2 separate regions of the Drosophila melanogaster genome follow, and region 2 is linked to region 1. A link is a contact called in public Hi-C data. All regions are on one chromosome and are shown on one strand. Each heading gives the region's core, a stretch centred on a gene start, on an enhancer-like site or on the middle of the called end of the contact. The rest is flanking DNA. Distances are from core to core; before and after follow the strand shown.

The links. A called contact is a pair of places that touch in the nucleus more often than the background predicts.
Region 2: a Hi-C map of the Kc167 cell line shows a contact between it and region 1, with 4 times the contacts expected there. The contact joins the promoter of CG13850 here to the promoter of CSN6 in region 1.

Annotation. Positions count from the first base shown.
Region 1 is chr3R:22,577,042-22,582,070 of dm6, reverse strand. It overlaps CSN6 (COP9 signalosome subunit 6), which reads right to left and starts at 1,298. Exons shown (of 2, transcript NM_079727.3): 1 at 796-1,298; 2 at 38-737. The coding sequence starts at 1,176. The coding sequence ends at 93. CG33110 reads right to left here. Exons shown (of 6, transcript NM_176539.2): 6 at 1,679-2,636. The coding sequence ends at 2,355. It overlaps Dph5 (Diphthamide methyltransferase), which reads left to right. Exons shown (of 2, transcript NM_079728.5): 2 at 1-43.
Region 2 is chr3R:22,407,558-22,413,249 of dm6, reverse strand. CG13850 reads left to right here and starts at 2,335. Exons shown (of 7, transcript NM_142781.5): 1 at 2,335-2,393; 2 at 2,569-2,764; 3 at 2,828-3,538; 4 at 3,602-3,851; 5 at 3,913-4,187; 6 at 4,241-4,310; 7 at 4,370-4,684. The coding sequence starts at 2,587. The coding sequence ends at 4,580. lqfR (liquid facets-Related) reads right to left here and starts at 1,949. Exons shown (of 6, transcript NM_170009.4): 1 at 1,613-1,949; 2 at 400-601; 3 at 1-340. The coding sequence starts at 1,665. CG13855 reads right to left here. Exons shown (of 7, transcript NM_142780.3): 4 at 5,478-5,692; 5 at 5,301-5,413; 6 at 5,051-5,235; 7 at 4,610-4,994. The coding sequence ends at 4,730.

The DNA of each region.
Region 1 (5,029 bases), core at 49-2,548:
CCTGCCCAGCGGCAGCTGAAATAAAACCGCATTCACCCATCGTACGATTATGTGTATTTATCTCCGAAGCTTTAATAGATTGTTTGCATATATCAATAGTAGAGACCTCGCATGCGGCGCGCGGATCCCTGGCGGTCGTACAGCATATTAAACTTGTTCACAAAGTGGTGCATATCATTGCAGCCCTTGGTCAGCGTGCCCAGGTAGCTAATCAGTCCCACATCGTTGCACTGCGTGTAGAATTCCTCCTGGAAGGCGGGCACCTGCATGACGGGCAGTCGGTGGCAGAGAGCGTAGGCTTCTCGCAGAATCTCTTGGTTGGCCCGCAGCTTTCCGGCCTCCACATCGCGTATGTACTGCAGCACGATCTTGATGCGTGTATTTAGCATCTTAATGGCACTGTCCTGGGCCACCAAATGCTCCGCCACCACGCTCTTCTCGCCGGACTCGTTCGAGGTCATGCGCGCCACATGATCCACACCAATGCGCTCCGCCTCCTCGGTGGCCAGTGTGTAGGTGAGGGGCACGAACAGCATGGTGGCCTCGCCGTCCACCAGATCGATTAGGGACTCGAATAGCTTCAGGGGAAGGTGGTCGACGCTGCGGGAGAGCGGATTCAGCTGTAGCATGATGGGGCACTCGTTGATGGCGGCTATCTGTCTTTGGATCTTAATGTCATCGGCAGTGGGATTGTCGCCGGTTGTGTACCAGCCTATGAAGTCGAGATCACTGAACACCTGGGGAAAAAAGAGTAACAGCTGGTAAAGCAGCGTATGTAGAGGCTTGGACACCCACCTGCTTGTACTGTTGTTCCTTCTTGTTGTAGTAGTCCTTGTTGATCACTGTTTCATCGCCAATAACGTCCGTCTTCAGTTCGAACGAGTTCATAATCTCAATGTTGCGGCCCTTCTGCTTGCCAATCAGTGCTCCGTACACCTGTCGCGGCTCACCGTGCTGTGCACGAAAGCGTGTCCAGTGCTCGGAGATGTTCATTATGACCAGCGGATGCAGCGATATGGTCACAGAACCACTGGTGCCCGCTGCAGCCATTATGTTTCCCTGCGGCTGTGGGTTTTGATCCGCAGTCTTATCCACTGCCATACTGCTCCCGGCGGCGGCGGAGGACGATGTGCTGGGCTTGGCCGACATGTCAACGTCCACTTCCATTTGCTCCATGCTGTCGGGGGGCCTTTATTTACACGTAGTTTGCGGTATAAACTTAATTTTACTTCTTTTTGTTTGACAAGCTCCGGTATAAGCTGTCGTTATCGTTATTGGTGGTCTCTCAGTAGTACGATATTACTTATCGCTATCTATCGGGACAGCAGAATGGTGTGACCACACCTTATGCAGTCTAAGCAGTGGCGCGAACCTTTTTAAACTGAACGTCGGCGTTGCCGGCTCGATTATAGTATTAGCGAGTACTATATTTGAATTTATGTTTTGTAATTCCTGTTAGCTTAATTATGCGCCAAATTAACCATATATATTTCTATTAAAGCATTTTTAGTCAATTCGGTTACATATATTTTTAATATGCACTAGATTCGTTTGTGGAAGTTTCTAAAATTGATATGTTTCTAAAATTTATTTATCTCTTTCGCACCGAAAGACCCTGCCAATATACAGCTCAGTTTTTTCCGCTGTGAATTTAGAACATATTGAAACCCAGTTGGTTGGTTTTCGGTTTTATTTTATTTATCTTTTCTTCGTTTTTATTTGTCTTGGCTTTTAATTTCGTGCTCGCCGTATTTGTTCGTGCGAATTTTGTAAGTTAGACTAGTTGGCTTAGGACTACAAATATTTAACATTTAACAGGCTATTTACAAATCGTCTATACACAATTACAATTACAATAATCACTTAGCCTAAGGGAATTAAAGACTAAACGCGTTTCGTTCGTGAGGTTCTAGAATTAGGCGACTTACACATTAGGCAGATCTCGAAAATTGACCCAGTTTGTTGTACGGTTCTACACATGCGAATGCAGCCACAGATGGCGAGAATGCGATGCGATGCGAAGCGAAGCAATCAAGCGAAGCTGGCGAGGGGATAATCGCCAAGTTATAATTGATGTTGCGCATACGCCCCGTGTTCCCCATGCTCGATCGATCGATCATCGGAAGGCGGACTTCCTCTTCTTCGTTCTCTTCTGTGGTTGTGTGTGTGTGTGCGTGCACGCTCGTGTATTTATGGCTCTTAAGCTTAGCTTAGCGTTAGTTGAAACCTTTGTACCAAAACTACTTCCGTTCCGTCCGTTGCCATCACCAATCTGGTCCGTTTATGTAAAATTTGTTCCCCCCAATGTTGGGCAATCCCTGGAAGCACTTTTCTCACTGCTTTCGATTTTCAATTCAGTTGGCTTTCAGCTTTTGCGCCAGCATCGCCGTGTTATTGTTGCTGTCCGCCTTGCAGGGCGTGGCATCCAGTTGCTGCTGTTGCTTCTGCTGTTGCTGCTGCTGCTGCAGTTGCTGCGCCGCCTTGGTCTTCCTGTAGCTCTGCATGTAGAAGTTCATGAAGAGGCAGAAGAAAATGGATGCATTCAATAGGAGCAGCGCAGAGATGAACTTGGAGAACTGGCACTGGTTGCTGAAGAGGGCGCGGAGGGTGTGGAAGATGCACAGCACGAACTGGGCCTAAAAAAAAAGGGAAAAATAATATGAATTTTACAGAGATCATATACTCATTATACCCTAGTTATAGTAGGTTGCACAGCTAGACCTTGTTTTCTAATTGTTGATGTAATTTTTATCGTGCGTCCAAGCAGATTAACGTTGTCTTGTCTAATCACACATATTAAGAATAAGGTTGTGGGAACCATATGGCAAACAGACTTGTTACGCTTGAATTCTGGGAAAGTTCCGAAGAGAGAGCACACGCCTCCTTCGAGCGGCTTGCTCGCAATCAAAGCTCAACTTGACCCACCTCTTTATGGTCATTGGCGCTGTCGAAGGGCATTGAGTGGAGCTTGTCTCGTTACGGAAGTTGTAACGTCATTCAATTAGCCAGTTCCCTAACTGCCGAGTCATAACTTATACTTTTTGCAGTCCGGGTTACAGCTCTTTGAATGCTGCTAATAAAACGGCTGGCAGTGGAGCACCCTTGAGCTGGGCGGGCAATCAAAAAGCACTCAGTGCGGCTACAATGTGCGCACATTGATTGGAATTAGCCGGAGTGTCAGTGTGATATGAGGCTATTAACTAGCTGCTGACTAGCTATGCTTAGCCCAGTCCAACAAGCTGGCTCCGATTGGCCCCTGTGCGACCCCTTGGCGCGTGTTATGGGCTTTTATAGTTACCGATAATGTTTGATCATAAGATAATCTAATGGCACCCACACCCACTGCATGCTAAAGAGTTGACGACAAGATTCTAGCCTTTTAATCGTACAAGCACTCAGAAGCCAAAGAATGTCAATGAGCTAGTTGCTTAGTCTAAAATTCCAGTAAACGTAACTAGATTCAAGAACGGCGAAGTGAGCCATAGGAATAATATGTATAAATTAAATGGAATGCCGAAGCTAATGATCATTGATTTATCGTTGATGGTTAAGACACGAGCATTGTATCTTATCAGATATCTTAATTAGCAAGGGTTTTACATTGTTTCTCCCTATTTCTTATGTTTATTAAAACTTTTTTTCTCTGTGTACCAATCTCGGTGGTGTGCACTTTTCGATGACCTACAAAATATTACGCTGGCCAGCCAAGCGCTGCAGGTTTCCATTACCACTGCATGTTGGCCAAGATGGCAACTGCAACTGCAACCGGGCAAGTTTGCCTCTTGCGCTCCGTTGAAAGCCAACGTTGGCGCTTAAATGCTTCATTGCACGAGGCACCAAGCACCGTGGGCCTCAAATTGATGGATGGAAGTGGGGCAATATCTATGCTGGGTTTTATGGGAAGTCCGGCAGGTCGAATGGCCAGCTTCCTCATAATAGTCGCTCTTATTGAGTGTGAGCTGCTTCTGGAGAATTATAAATTGTTTTACACGTCTCTTGGATTTTCTCACATGCAAAGATTGGAGCTCAACGGCAGTGGCTTCTTCCATAAATTGTTTGTAATTAAATGCTAAGTTATTTTTGCACGTTTTTCAAGAGTTTTGACCTCGTGTTTTGTTTTTTTGGTTCGTGCCGGATTTTGTTTGATCAATCTAAGTACATAGATTTTGAAAGTTCTGATTATATTTATACCAGTTCAAGTTGTGGTAAAATAAACTACTGACCTCTTAAATTCGCTATACCAAATGGGTCATAAATCTATTTAATTTGCCTAATGCCTATGAAAATGGACATCTTATTTTGGTAAGGCCATCTGGCAAAGCCCCTCTGTGAGACATTTTGGCAATTTTTATAGGTGTGCTTAATTTATATGTGTAAAGTGACCTTTTCGATCAATTAACTTTTTAAATTTCAAACATACTTTCATTCGAACTATCCGTACAGGTTTAACAAATATATACTCAGCAGTTTATGCAGTTTATGCAGTTTTTTACTTATCTATTCAAGAATAAGAATTGTCTGTATTGAACCACTGTTCCAGCAAAATGATTGTTGCGCAATCTTGGCATAGATCATTGAACGTTATTCCATTATTACTGGGAAATGAAGTGCGCGTGTGCCGGCAACTAACGATCGAAAACAATAATAGAAGCCAAAGGCAGTTGCACTTGCAACATGACTGATCTGAACCGATGACTCGGATCGCCGCACCGGCAATTGAAAGTGCTGGATGCAGGTAGATAGATAGCTAGGCTTGTTGACTTTTACCCAGACACGGCGTGCCAAATTGCATGAGTAGTCTGCCCAGTGGTCGCCATCGACCGGCGCACAAGACCCGGTTTGCTGGCGGGAAATATGGATGTGGATAGTTGTGGTCGGCGCAATAGCCGACATAGACACTCACCCAGGTTGGTGTGGCAAGTTCGTCGCGGTGCTGGACAAAAGTGAACGCTACCGCTCAACATTCATTGCCGCAAAACGGAACGAACACGAAATGATAATGTAATCGAAACTGGTCGGTTCGGTCGGT
Region 2 (5,692 bases), core at 1,086-3,585, 170 kb after region 1:
CGCCATCATTGTAGCCACCGCTGCCACCGCCGCCTCCTCCAGATCCACCGCTATAGCCGCTGTAGCCACCGCTTCGCATGCCCATGGCGTCGCTGCTCATGCCGATGTACTTGTCCTTGTTCTTCTTCGCCTTTTTGCGCTCCTCGCGCAAACGATCATCATCCTGAATAAAGTCTATAAGCTCTCGTACCTTATGCCTAACATTAATACCCTGATCCTTGCCGCCCTCGTCGGTGAATGTATAGTTCTCCAGCGAGCGCAGATCGTAGATGTGCTCCCGAGAGGAGGTTACCACCCGTTCAGAGCCGTTTCGCACCAAATAGTTTAGCAGAAGGAGGCTCTGTAAGTAAATATATACTCGTTAGCTCTATATTTATTAGTTTAAACTGAAAACGTTACCTTGTACGTGCGTCGCCAGTTGGTTTTATTGTCCTGCAGCATGCGCTTCCACAGCATGGACATCACCTCCGGGAATGTTTCGTATGAGAAGGTGGAATAGGCCAATTCCTGCATGAGGGGTCCTGTAGGCCCCCAAGGATCATCGTTGGTGGCCTCCCGCACCTTGCCCTCCGTTTCCGTGTAATTCATCACGACATTGGTGCTGCAAGTGGGAACGAAGTCATTGTTTTATTTTAAAGTAACTATTAACTATTCACGATGTTAGTCGTAGAACTTTTGTACATATGTAAATACAAATCTTAATCCGAGCTTGTTTCCTTAAATAATTGATATATACTTAAGTAAAGAAAAAAGGCATATTGACTGGGACATTCCGTAAACTCAATTGAATAGATAATCAAATAGATAGAGGGCCAGTTAATCAGAACTGGTATTTTTAAGTAAACGTTGTGTGACGATATGGATATACAATGCAAAGATGCAGATAAATAAGTAATACGCATGGCTTGGCTGCGACGTTGATAGACGTTCGAAACGTGATGGAAGTGGGCCAATTGTCGCAAATGGGCCATCTAGGTGTTCCTTATCAGTTCGAGATAAGCCCTAGGAAAGGTGTACCCGCGCACTTAACCTAATGAGTTCGGTGTTGGCTATCGAGCCACCATTATTTATTCGAACTATAGGCTCGCTTTTAGAAATAACTACCCCATAAAAGGCGCAGGTGAAAGGGGACACCCATAATTAATAATTCGATGGGGGAAAGAGAAACACCCATTTCACTGGAAAGCCTGGAAGTGGAGCTGTTAACACAGGTGAAAAAATTGTTATATTTGGGCAGTCGAAAGCAAACAAATTGTTTCTTGATAAAGCCCCACACACACAGGCGCATATACACATGGATATCAATATCGGAATGTGGCTGTGTTGGTAAAGCTCTCTTGAAATGGCGAACAACCTTGAAAGCAGTTAAAAACGTGAACCTAATCCAGCACCCCGATGCAGTTGATCCATAAGTAAGATATCTTTATGAATTATTAGGGATTTATGCATGACATAGGGCTTTTGAAATCCTTGAGGAGTTGGGGGCGTGGCGGGAAATCAGAAAACTTGGGGCGTGGGAGTCTTAACATTCACTTCGGCGTTAAGGGAATGTTATACACACATCCCATTACATATACGTATGGATATATCCTATATATTCCTGATCACTTACACCTTGTCCGCCAATTCGCGCACTTTCCACATGCTGATGAATTTATCCACCATTTTGAGACTATTGAATGCTACGGAATTTTTCACACAATCTCGTCGAAAAGTGGCTGGAAAATCCAACTACAACAAGACGTCGAACTCGTTTTCGCTTGGCGTGCCGTTTTCTGACTGTTTTGCAGCTGACGATTTGCACTTTTGCATGGAAACGGCGCACCTGTCTCGCACCCGCGCTTTCCGCAAACAAAAATGTAAAAATTTAAACGAAAATTGTAAAACAAAATCACAGCAGCTAATATTTGGTGAGCTGTCGTGTCCAGTGTTGCAAACAGTGTTTCCAACTCTCACTGTTCAAGTGTAGCTAAATCCGATAAATAGCTGTAGCCGTTATTAATGAAAATTAGCTTTTTAAATTTGTGCTCCAAATAGTTCAATAAAATATTAGTTTTCTTATTAATAAAGCACAAAGAGAAATCGGCATAGTTATAAAATGGGAACCATTTACCAATAACCGAAATAGTTCAATAAAACATTAGTTTTCTTATTAATAAAGCACAAAGAGAAATCGGCATAGTAATAAAATTGGAAGCATTTACCAAATAACCGAAAGCACATGCAATGACACCTAAGTTCCGGAATAAAAAACGCCAGATCTAGCTAGAAAATGCTGAGTTGGCAGCACAGCTCGCAGTGTTACAAAAGCTTTGCATGGAGCCGACGGGTCTTACCCTACACTACCATCAGCTGAACGCTGCTGTCATCTGTGGATTCTCAACGTTCAATAGGAAAGTTTACTAAAATAAATGAAAATACTAAATGAAACGTGAAGGATATCAGGGGAAATAAGACGGTTCAAGTCATGAATATAAGCCTATATCATTGGCATGCTTTGTAAAGCCCCTTCCTGGCCGCTAAAAATGTAAACAAAAAGGTTATGTAAACTTCTGTGGTCTCTTGCAGCGTGTGGATTGACTGAAAATGTTGGGACTACAACGTTTTGCCGGCAGTTTTGTCACCCAGTTGTACCGCCGTGCAGCCTTCAGCAGCAGTGTCCGGGCAGCGGGCATTCCCGTGGCGCCCACTGGAGCACAATCGGATGCAGTGGAGCCGGAAGCACGCGCGCCGGCTGTGGAGGAGGCGGCCAAAAAGCCCAGGGGTAGGTAGATTCTAAAATTGTTGTCCTCCTTACTAATTGGTATTCACTCCATCCTTATTGCAGGCCACATGGTAGCCGCTGCTTTCGAATCCCTTAGAAACGACGATCCCAAAGATGAGAGCAAAAGCCAAGCCTCCAGCAAGATCGATGAGCGTATCATCAACGCAAAGACAGTCAATGGACTGCTAACTATCACGGAGAACAACAATGGCTTCTCGAGGAAGCATGCCCTCAGAATTGTCTCCATACTGGCCGAGTGGAGCACCTTGAATCGAGTAAAGATCTCGGAATTCGAGAACGACACAAGGTTCCTACGTATTTGCCGGATGTTGGGCCGGACGGTTCCCAAAAATAATAATGCTAACAACAAGGACCTTGGTGACAATGGGACGGCCAAGCGGATTTCCGGCTTCCGAACAGATGACCTAAACACGGTGCTTGGCGTAGCTGGTGACGATGAGGCCGCTAAGCTGATAGCTAGCATCAGTCTGCCCCAGATGGTCAAGGTGATGAGCACCCTGGCCCAGCGGAAGAGGCGTAGTACTCCTCTCTTGCGCTCCCTGGCCTTTAATATCAGCAGCGCGTCGGAATCGCTGGATTTAAAGCAAGCGGGGGATGTGCTGTTCGCTATGTCCACGTTGAATTTCCAGGATTCTGTTCTAGGCGCTAAAGTGTGTGCGGATGTGCAATCGGCGCTGCCTAAGAATGTGGAGAAGTCTGCCGTTGTGGGATCCATTATCACCAGCCTGGGCATTTTACGATACCGGGATTTGGGTTAGCTCGGATATAAACACATCAGAAAAAGTTGTGATTAATGTAATTTATTTTTTTCGGTAGATATCTTGGAATCACTTACGCAGTGGCTTTTAAAGAATAGTGAAATCTGTCGCCCCCAAGATCTCAGTGCCTATTTCCTAACATCGGCCCTGCTAAACTTCAAAAGCGCTCAATTGGAGGAAGTGAGCAAAAAGCTAGTAAAGTCTATTGTCCGCGAGGATTTTACCAAGCAATCCGAGTGGTTGAGCTTTGTGTGGTCGCTAACAATGTTGGGTCTAGTAGAACACGGCCACTTGGCTTCTGTTTTGAGGTTTGTTCTTTGAAACGCTTGAAAATCTGGAATTAAAACTTAAATTTGTAATTACTTTCAGTGCGGACTTCCTAGAGACGTTGAAAAAGGACAAAGCTGGTGTCACAGCTACCTCCAAAATGAGGCTACTCAACTTGAATAGCTATGCCCAGTTAATAGCCACAGATTACAAGGGTCCACTATTGCCCACTGACAGTCCTGTCTATCAGGTGCCCATGGCTCATCCTAAAGCAAAGCAAGTGCTTGTAAATGGAATGCTAGATGCCCTGAAAAGTCTGCTGCCGGCCAGCAATCATTTACAAACTGCTGTAGACACTAAAATGGGCTTCCTTATAGGTAAGATATTCCTTGTTAATGTGTACCATATTCCTGATTAACTGTCGTTTCAGATGCACTGTGCCATTTTGATGCTAACAAAAACCCCCTGCCTTTGGACAAGGAAAATCCGAATGCAATAAGGCAAGTTATTACACGTTTTATAAATTAACTTGATTATAATGAATGAAACTTGATTTCAGGGTGGCGCTGATGGTCATCGATTTCCATGACATTTGCCACGGAACGCATCGCAGTGGCAGCGGCGTTACGAATCTGACATTTGATCTGCTAGAGAAGAGTGGTTACCACGTTATTCCCGTGCCCTATAATGAGTTCAGCACCAGTGACAAACTACTGAAACGCGTTCAGTATTTGGAGTCAAAGTTCAAGGCGATTGCAAGTAGCAAATAATTGCAGTTATAGTTTATTTAATTTTTCTTGTAATGATTGATCAATATTTGAATTGTTAAAATTTTGTAAATGTTAAATTAGGCGCTGAATTACAAGCTAAACCCAAATTTCGAAAGGTGAGTTACTGGGAGTCATTTTAACCACATAGTTTAGACGGCATCCAGTTTACTGGAACGTTGCTTGTTCATGCCCACTTTCCACCATTGGCCCGTTTCCTGGAACTCGGTGGCCACAGCAGCTAAGGTGTGGAATAGGCTGCGAGCCAGCATGTGAAGATTACCGATGTGCAGAACGAACTTGGGATCATACACCTTCTCAATGTCATCGATCTTGTAGTGATCTCGCGTCTCCCGTTCCGTCAGGCAAATACAGTTCCACGGTGCCCAGTCATCGCTCTTGTTCCAACGCGGTAATCTGAAATAGATATATTTGACGTTTGATTTTTAAACACTTCATTGTGAAGGGGTTACCTTAGTTCACTGAGATTCTCTGTCTTGCTTAGAGCCGAATGTCCATGCCATATTTTGTCTATGATGTGGCGAACATCATCTGGCTGCATTACAAATGCAAAGGATGTGGTGCACTTGCGTTTCCGCTCATCTCGATGGATGCACCGTAGAATGGACTGGTACACGGTGTTCTCAGTAGCAGTTAGCTATGTGTATGTATGAAAATATTTTCGATTATAATATTTAAAATGTGGAATAAGGAATAACCCACCTTTAGATAGTAACAGTGCTTGCAGGTGTCCACATGGCTCTGACGTGTCCGAATGGCAAACTCGGCATAGGTCTTGACCTTTTTGCATACAATGCACATGCGCGATGGAATCCCTAAAAATCACAATTCCCAAAGATTAATACAATAAATAGATATATACGTATGTTCAACACTTACTTTGTTTGGGCTCGCCCTTTTGGAACTTTATGAGATCGAAAAAGAGCATTGTCTGGCGTTTGCGCAAGATTTCCACGTCAAAGGACTTGGCATAGAGCAAAAGATTCTTTTCGCGATCAAAGAGATCAAAGAGTTCGGGAAAATGTGGGAAGCAAGTCTCCTCGGTGAGCACTGCCATGACTTGTCGGATGAAGTCTAAGCGGTCCTCCTTGCTG